2 separate regions of the Bombyx mori genome follow, and region 2 is linked to region 1. Evidence: chromatin contacts called from public Hi-C data. All regions are on one chromosome and are shown on one strand. The core of a region is the stretch at or near the end of the contact, and the rest is flanking DNA. Distances in the headings are between cores, read along the strand shown.

Evidence for each region. Hi-C and Micro-C count contacts between places; a contact is called where the count stands out from the background.
Region 2: a Hi-C map of midgut shows a contact between it and region 1, with 1.8 times the contacts expected there. The contact joins two enhancer-like sites. A contact is called at or near these places in 3 of 7 Hi-C or Micro-C datasets (midgut and whole pupa).

The regions. Positions count from the first base shown.
Region 1 is chr7:12,427,333-12,431,790 of ASM3026992v2, reverse strand. All of the region lies in intron 3 of LOC101747032 (regulator of G-protein signaling loco), which reads left to right. Among protein-coding and RNA genes, the nearest start is that of LOC101743395, 25 kb to the right of the region's middle. Within about 2 kb of position 2,535, at least 8 of the 8 cell types and tissues checked have open chromatin away from gene starts, as enhancers often do.
Region 2 is chr7:12,482,762-12,487,219 of ASM3026992v2, reverse strand. All of the region lies in intron 3 of LOC101747032 (regulator of G-protein signaling loco), which reads left to right. Among protein-coding and RNA genes, the nearest start is that of LOC101747032, 33 kb to the left of the region's middle. Within about 2 kb of position 2,624, at least 7 of the 8 cell types and tissues checked have open chromatin away from gene starts, as enhancers often do.

The DNA of each region.
Region 1 (4,458 bases), core at 1,286-3,785:
GGTTGAAATAATATTTGTAAATGGGTGCCGTAATATGTTTTGAATGATTTTTAATCTCCGTATTCCGAGTTGAATTCTCTTATTAAAAACACAATCTCTTGATCATGCCAACCTTAAAAAATATTCCAAGAGGCATTAACGAAAGTAAAAAGGAAGGCATAGTAACAACTTTATTTAGCTTAAAGAAGTTTTGGAGAAGAAGTCTTGGCAAAGTGTACCGATTAATAATAATCCAGTTAATTTAGTTTCTAGTGGACAAATATTAATAACCGAATAATTTATTTTTATTTGACTGTTTTCAAATATTTTGAGTGATTATTTTTTGATTTTTTACTGTGAACAAATAGTGTTTGGTTTCCGATTATGTGTTTTTTTTTTCTTTTTCATTAAAACTGCTTATTTCTGCCCATATTTATGTTGTTTTATTCTGTTTTTTCTTACTATGTTTAAAAAATTGCATTTAGTTCCTACTCAGTAAATTCAGACCTAAATGAAAACAAAGCAAGTGATCTTACTAAGTCTATTAATTTGCGTTTATCCCCACTCATTATATTTTAGAATTAGATGAAAACAAAGCAAGTGATCTTACTAGGTTTTGAAATTGTCACACTCAAAAAGTTTGATCTAAGAAAACAATCTTTTTATTAGTAACTGCTCCTCTACGCACATCTTTTGTGATAGACGCATGAAATCTACTTTTTTATAAAGCCTGTTATGCACCTCAAATTTTGCAATCACTCTCAAGAAGGTACGACTAATATTATTGAAACGGCACGCTGTCAAAGATATGAAATTGTTTTTCGGCTCTCCTGTAAAATTTAGTTTTATGCAGATACTGGGTTTTGATATTTCACAGCCGAGCGGGGCAAGAATAACAAAATACTGGCTTAGTGGACAATGTTTCCTTTGCGTCTTTGAACAATGTGTTCTATATATAGCCACATTTGATAGCTGATATACGGTCCTCAAATATAATAAGGTCATATTGTACGTCTCTATTGTACGTAACCCTACTGTTCAAATGGTTTAAATGTCATCAGAAGTAAACAAGAATGAGGTGCCTTTTAATAAATCTTAGAGACAGTAACGGCTAAAGAAAATACATCGCGACACCACAATTTTTTTTCTCTACCTCTGGTAGCCTGACAGGCTATTCCAGGTACGCCTGGACGGGTAGGTCAGCTTACAGGCTAAACCTGGGAGAATTTGCTAACACTAGCCCTAACCTTCGCTGAATCTACCACCGGATCGGATTTACGATCCAATGAGAAGATCCAGCGAGAAATTCAGTGGACCTCGACACAACAATTTCTCCCTCGTCTGTTGTTGGTCGTTTAAAAAGCAGTACTTATAGGAATCGCAATGACAGTAGCCAGAAACGATTACTGTGCTCCTATGTTGATGGTCCTATTGACGTTTTACATACAACGAACAAGTTATAAGAGGTAGCGGGTCGTGCTTTTTTTTTCACGACTATACATTGATAATATTTACATAACGGATGTAGGCAAAAAATATATTTGCATCGACTTGTGTAAGTAAATCTTAAAGGTCTTGTGTAAAAGATCACACGATACATGATAAGTATTAATGATATCAGTAAGTGAACTAAGTGTTTATCTCTTACCTTCGGCTCACCGAAAGCGTTCCGGATTAACTTACGACGTAATTTTGAAGTGGCGTAGAATTTACGATAAATAAATATTATTTTGAATTTGACATATAGGTTAATAATAACCATTAAAAAAAATTTGAATTAACTGGAAATAATTACTGAACACATTTTTGTAGAAAATTTACAAACACATAAACAAGTCGTGGGTGAAATTAACACAAACGACGGTTTTATCAACTTCTACACTTGTGAAGCGAATTTTAATTGAATCGGTTAACAATGGAGAATGAATATTATTTCATTCAAAAGGTTCGTCACCGTTCTCATCGAACTCGTCGGGCTCGGCGAGTAAATTAACCCACAGCCACAGCCCACTGAGTTTCTCGCCGGATCTTTTCAGTGGGCCGCGTTTCCAATCCTGTGGTAGATTCTGCAAAGCACGGCTCTTGCTAGGATTCGGATTAGCAACATCGTCAGGTTTGAGCCCCGTGAGCTCACCTACTAGTTCGGCGAATCTAGAATAACCCCTCGAGGTTACTAGAATAGGTAGAAATTTCTATTAAATATTATAATTAACGTCTAATATAAATTAGCAACAGTTAACATTGTACTCGAATTAGACGAAGTTTTCTGTCCGACTATGCAAATAAATACGCAAAACCCGGTATCAAATCACGGTAGGCAGCGGCTTGGCTCTGCCCCTGGCATTGCTGAAGTCCATGGGCGACGGTAACCACTCACCATCAGGTGGGCCGTATGCTCGTCTGCCTACAAAGGATATAAAAAAAAACCGGACGCACTGAACATGTTTCACTAAATTAAAATAAATATAAAGGTGTTCTTCTCGTAACTTGCACCATACGCGCCGGATACTGTTTGGCTAACGCCCGTGTATTGTTATTGTAATTGAACAATGTGTGGGTGCGTCTGTGGTTGTGTGCGTCCGTGAGGATGACGCCGTTTCGCATTCAGGAACGCTAATGAGCCAGTCTTCTGATATCGGCGGACGGGAACGAATTCCTGTGCCTACATTTAACAAAAAAAAATTGTTACTTTATTAATTTGTGATGCTTAAATCGAATCCCTGTGCTTAATTCTTTAAGAAAAAACACTTTAATAAATTGTGTTTTAAAAAAGGTTGTGTTCGAATTTGTTTCGGCTAAAAGGTGTCTTATATATATTGAAATAGATCTCAAATATGGTTGTATGGTACACGGACGAAAGTCAAGACCAGGTAATATTTAATTAAATATTTGTTATCGTTTATTTAAATGCGAATTTAATTGGTTCATGCTTTGGAAAAACTTTACATGTGTCAAAATGTGAGACGATAATATATTTTTTCTTTCGCCTTTCCGATTAAAATGAAGAGCATAATTGTATTTATGTATTATATAATTATAGAGGTTCTTTGATGAAGATTTGGGACTAGTGAAAATCTTGCTGTATATAATTGAAGTATGTACTACAATGTAAATAATGCTCTGAATACAATTATTTGACGGGTTCTTACAACGGTTTTAATATTTGATGAGTTCGCGACATTTCAACGCTGTTGCAGTTTCATAGATAGATAACCGCGAAAATTTAAAGCAATTCATTCTGTTCAATATTTTTCCTCCGCATTGTAAATTAATTATTAATAGTTTTTCTCTTCGATTCTTTTTCACGAGCGGTGGACATGATTTAAAGTACTTTTACGGTTTAATTTCGCGTTTTTTATTGTCATTAAATCATTTTTTAAAACAGCTGGGATAGAAGAGTTCTATAGTGGAGACCATGGACCGATGAAGCGACGATATATACGCATGATAGCGGATAATGGATAAGATGAGAAGCCCACGATCGGGTCGCGTGGCGTGCCTTGCGAGTGGCCTGTGTCCAACACCGAATTTCTTTTACTGGTGGTAGGACCTCTTGTGAGTCCGCGCGGGTAGGTACCACCGCCCTGCCTATTTCTGCCGTGAAGCAGTAATGCGTTTCGGTTTGAAGGGTGGGGCAGCCGTTGTAACTATACTGAGACCTTAGAACTTATATCTCAAGGTGGGTGGCTCATTTACGTTGTAGATGTCTATGTACTCCGGTAACCACTTAACACCAGATGGGCTGTGAGCTCGTCCACCCATCTAAGCAATAAAAAAATTTAAAATAAACCGGATTACTTCAATCAAATTCTTCAAATAATTTACAATTTGAGTCGGTAATAATATTATGACAACTGGTGGTTAATACTACCAGGCGGGCCGCGACCTCGTGCTCCGATCTGCGCAGTAAATAAATAAAAACGAATGCATCAGGGTTTACCAGAAAATAGCCAAGACTAATTTAGGTCAGCGGATTGTTGTCATAATGAAAGGAAACTTAAACAAATGTTAGTCAACACAATACGAATGTAGCGTACGATTTCAATTCTAAACGTCTCAGATAAATTATCTTAATCCTTTTAATGCTGAACTTATTTTCACATTGCTAAAAGATTTAAGAAAGAAAGAAAAAAACTTACCTTATACAAACTTTAACTGAAAAAAAAAACACATTAATTAGTGCTAATTTCACAGCAAAATAATTTATAACCGTTATTAATTTATCAAAATATATACCTATGCGTGCGCTACGACACGTCCGTACGGGTCAATACCTATAATCAAACTGCGCAAACAGTCGGTATTCCGACGCTCCGCGCTCTTGATACGCGTTAATAGAGAGTCGATCTATCGACGGTTTTATAAAACCTGTTTTATCCGTTGTTGAAGTCTTCGAGGTATTGAATTATTAACAGGCCTCGTGGTTACGGGGTTTGAGACTGATTACATTAAAACTAATAAATTATCGAGATTATTAAA
Region 2 (4,458 bases), core at 1,375-3,874, 55 kb before region 1:
TCTAAGCTCTCAATTTTTACAGTACAACGGTTGCCTTATGCTTTAAATCGAAAGGCATTACTGCCTCACGGCAGAAATAAGGTTGGTGGTACCTACTCGTGCGGACCCACAAGACCCACGTGCGGACCGACAAGACGTCACTAGCTATTACGCTTTTTTTTTGATAATGCTTCAAACTTTCTAGCAAACATTCCTCTAGATTTGCTAATATAAGGCATGATTAAAGGCGCTTTTATCGATTCTTGCGTAGTTCAGTTAGATTCTAGATTCATTGGACTCTAAATTTTTATTAGCATATCAGACAGTGAGCCACGTGGCCAGTAACTTCTTGTGGCCGTGAGCTATGGAAGTAAAAAAAAACCCTAAATCGTAGTCTTGAAGCCCTAGAATGCATTAGAACGTGTGTGCCACCGTCTCACCTCGATTAGTGCCTATTGTGTTTGATTACTTCCTGTATTTTCTGATCGGATGACATTATCTATGTCACTTTTATATGTATTTAATGTTTTTTTAGTTTAGTTTTCCGTATAATGCCGAAAACTTTTAAAGCCAAATATTGATAATAATGGTAATTTTATAGTTCGATGTCTCTTTCAATAGAATACGTATGTAGTTTGTTCTGATCAATTCTAGATAACGATTGCCATAATTAATCTATCAATTCAACATCCCTTCCGTTATGTATGTACAGAACAAGGAACTTTGTATTAAAACGCTTATTCATTGAGGTCGTTAAAGTTAATTTACGTCGGCAATTGAGTGAGTGACGTCGCGTCGGGAAACTGTTGGCGACCACGCAAGTATCGCGTTTAATTATACGGAATGTTAGCGGAGCTCTATTCTTATAAGCGTATAAAAATTGACAATGAATGCTTGTGAGGGTTTCAGGAAACTCTATCCATAGACAAGTTGAGGTTGCCAGTCGAGGGCAAAAGATCTCGCGGACGATCTCCAACACGATGGACCGACCTCATAAAGTCTGTGACTCACTCCAACATAAATGATTGCTATCACTCTGCGAAACACAGTGCCACATGGCGTCGCATCGGTATCGCAGGATCCGACTGATGCATGACCACAACCACTCTGTCAAGAGTGTACGAATAGGAAGAAGAATCCATAGATATAGCCCACCGAGTTAATCGCCAGATCTTCTAAGTGGGTCCCAATCCGATCCGGTGTTAGATTATTGCGAAGCACTGCTCTTGCTAGGGCTAGTGTTGGAAAATTCTCTCAGGTTGAGCTCGTGAGCTTACCTATCCGTCCGCGCGTAGCTGAAATAGACCCTTAGGCTACCAGTGAATAGCTAGACGGGCCACCGGTAATCACTAAGTAATGCTCATTAGCAAAATCTTTACAAAGGACATGACCGGTAATTTTCAAAGCCTAAAGAGAAAAGCGTTAAGTTCTTCTAAAAAAACGATAGACTATCCCGCTCTTAAAACAGCACGGTGCTATATATCGACACAATAAGGTGCGCACATAATTATTACTATTATATATATATATATACGTTTTAATTATTGTTTTATTTATGTGAAAGTCCCTGAGTGAGTTACGTACTCGACACTCGAGAATGTCAATGTACGTGTGAGGGGAGACGCATATGGCATAATTGTGCATGACCGCTCCATATGACACAGTGTAAATATAACGGTACCGTATCTTTTATTTTTTTAACATGCTTTTAGATTATATTAAACTATATCGTACACGGAATGAAGGTTTAATTCACTTACATCTACCGCTTATTTTACAAATGTATCTGCTTGTTGACTGTTTTCTAATGTTAGTTATGTTTTGATGTGCAATAAAGACTAATAAAGTATGTTCTCTCTCTCTCTCTCTCTCTCTCTCTCTCTCTCTCTCTCTCTCTCTCTCTCTCTCTCTCTCTCTCTTTTTTTTCTCGCTACTTCAAGAAGTCAACGGTTAAATTGAATAATATACCTACACGTACCAAAATACTTTGGTCAAATTCGCAGACCAAGGAATAACGGACACATACTATCCACAAACGGACGCTAAATGGCATTTTTGTTTAGCGACATTAAAAAAGATCGTACATATACTGTAGTTTAAAAAAAGTATTAAAAAACACGCCTCAAAAGCGCTGGCACCTATTGCCAAATAGTTTTGCGTATAACCGAATGTGATCTACTTAGCAAACTGTCATATTGAACCTATAGAAGCTCAAGAGGTCTGTAGGATAAATTTGATCCTTAAAAATTTTAACGTATTTTTACCCTTTGTTTTTCCGGGCTTGCGTTGCCAGCGAATGTGATGGGCTGTCTACTCTACGTATGTTGAGTAATCCGAGAAAAGTATCTGAACCAGATTCAATGAAAATAACTCATGCTTAAATTCTCATTTATTATTATTCAGAAACTTGTACAGTCAATACAATGTAAACTAAAATTCCCGATGCATAATCCCTACTCAGTTTCATGCAAAATACTTCCTTATTTTTTAATAATACTGTATTTTACTTACTAGCATCGATCTGAACTGTGCTCTAGGGGAAACTCAGGGCTCCGAAAATAGTATAGGGGAAGGGGGAGGGCGGAGTGCCGCGCACGCGCAGTCCCTACCGAGACTCCGTTGCAATCGCCTGTCTTAATGACACATGACAGTTTAGTTTGAGTGACATAATTAATCGCGCGCTTTTCAAATAACACAGTGCTCACTTCGTGCGCCAATAACTTTGTTGGTTGTGTAACATTGAAAATCTAAATAGTGATCGTTGCAGTCACAGCTTTGGGCTGGCGGGTTTTTGCGTTCGTGTGTGAAGTGACAATGACGCAGTTTCTCAAATTGAAAATCGATTAATTTTGAATTTTATGTTTGCGAAGTGACTCGAGGTGGTTGGTGTTTGTGCGTGTTTATTGACAGTTGTCAGTGGCATGCTGTAAATCTAAATAGTGATCGTTGCAGTCGCAGTTCCGACTGTCGGGTTTTTGCGTTCGTGTGTGTCAATAAAGTGACAATGACGCAGTTTGTCAAACTGAAAATCGATTAATTTTGAATTTTATGTTTGCGGACATCGTGACTCGAGGTGGTTGGTGTTTGTGCGTGTTTATTGACAGTTGTCAGTGGCATGCTGTGCGGTACGAACGGAGCGGTTGCGGCCATGGACCGCGCCTACATGTCCCTGCGCGCCCGGAAACCGCAGGCAGGCAAAACGGTTAATATTTGAAACCTGTGAATTCAGTAGTAGCAACATAAGAAAACTATGGAGGTTTTTTTTTATTGTCCTTGTAGGCAGACGATCGCACGACCCACCTGATGGTGAGTGGTTACCGTCGCCCATGGACTTCAGCAATGCCAGGGGCAGAGCCAAGCCGCTGCCTACCGCTTTATACTTTCCACAAGCCTCGTTTGAAGAAGGACATGTCATAGCGCTCGGGAAACACCGTGAAGGGGAGCTCATTCCATAGTCGGATGGTACGTGGCAAATAAGACCTCTGGAAACGCACTGTGGATGACCGCAGTGGCTCCAGGTAGTATGGATGAACTCTACACCGGTGGCGGGCGGTGCGATGGTAAAAACGAGACGACGGTATCATCTCGAACAATTCCTCAAAGCACTCCCCATGGAACGTACGGTACAAAATATAGAGGGAACCGAAGTCCCTGCGCAGACCCAGACAGAGAGGTAGAAGTAAGGATCACCAATTTTGGTGTATTAAAAGTTTTTACTGAAAGGGAGCTAATTAAGGTGGCGCAGAATAAAAAAACAGCACTGCAAACCACCATACTTCACTTTAACTCACTTCAATATGTTTAAAACTGCTATATTCATATAATTTCCTACACTAGCGCTATTTCGGTGACTCCTCCAACAATAACTTGCTGTTTAAAGGTCGACACGCTTTCAACTTGTCCCCTATACAAAATGGTGTTCCATACTTTTGCTCTCCATAAACAAAAACAAGAAACAGCACATTAAGATCGTAAATTCTGACACATTTTAATCCAACGAGGAAACTTCAAAAGCAACCTAATTATTTTTTTTTTTTTAAGGGATTTTATGACCTGGTAACTAAGACCTTTAGGTCAAGTCTTATTTTAATTTTAATGATACGTAACTTTTATAAATGAAAATGATATTATGAAATGAAATGAAGTTGATTATTATGAAACATGGCATGAAGTGAAATGAAAACGAAATTAAATGACATGAGATGAGATGATATGGGATGAAATATAATCGCAGTAAAATGGTGGTCTTTTACTGAGATTTTTTCAGTGGACTTTTTGGAGGAACCCGAGAAGTTACGTCCAGTAGCTTTGTTTCATTTTCCCACATTTTTGCACTTTCACAGATATTAAACAGTTAATAAACCACCGTTATTACACATTTAAACCTGAAGAAACACGAAATAGACAAAATAAAACAAATCACACAACTTCACTCCTCGCGTTCCCGCCAAAAAGTCAAGCAACCTAATAAATCAACAG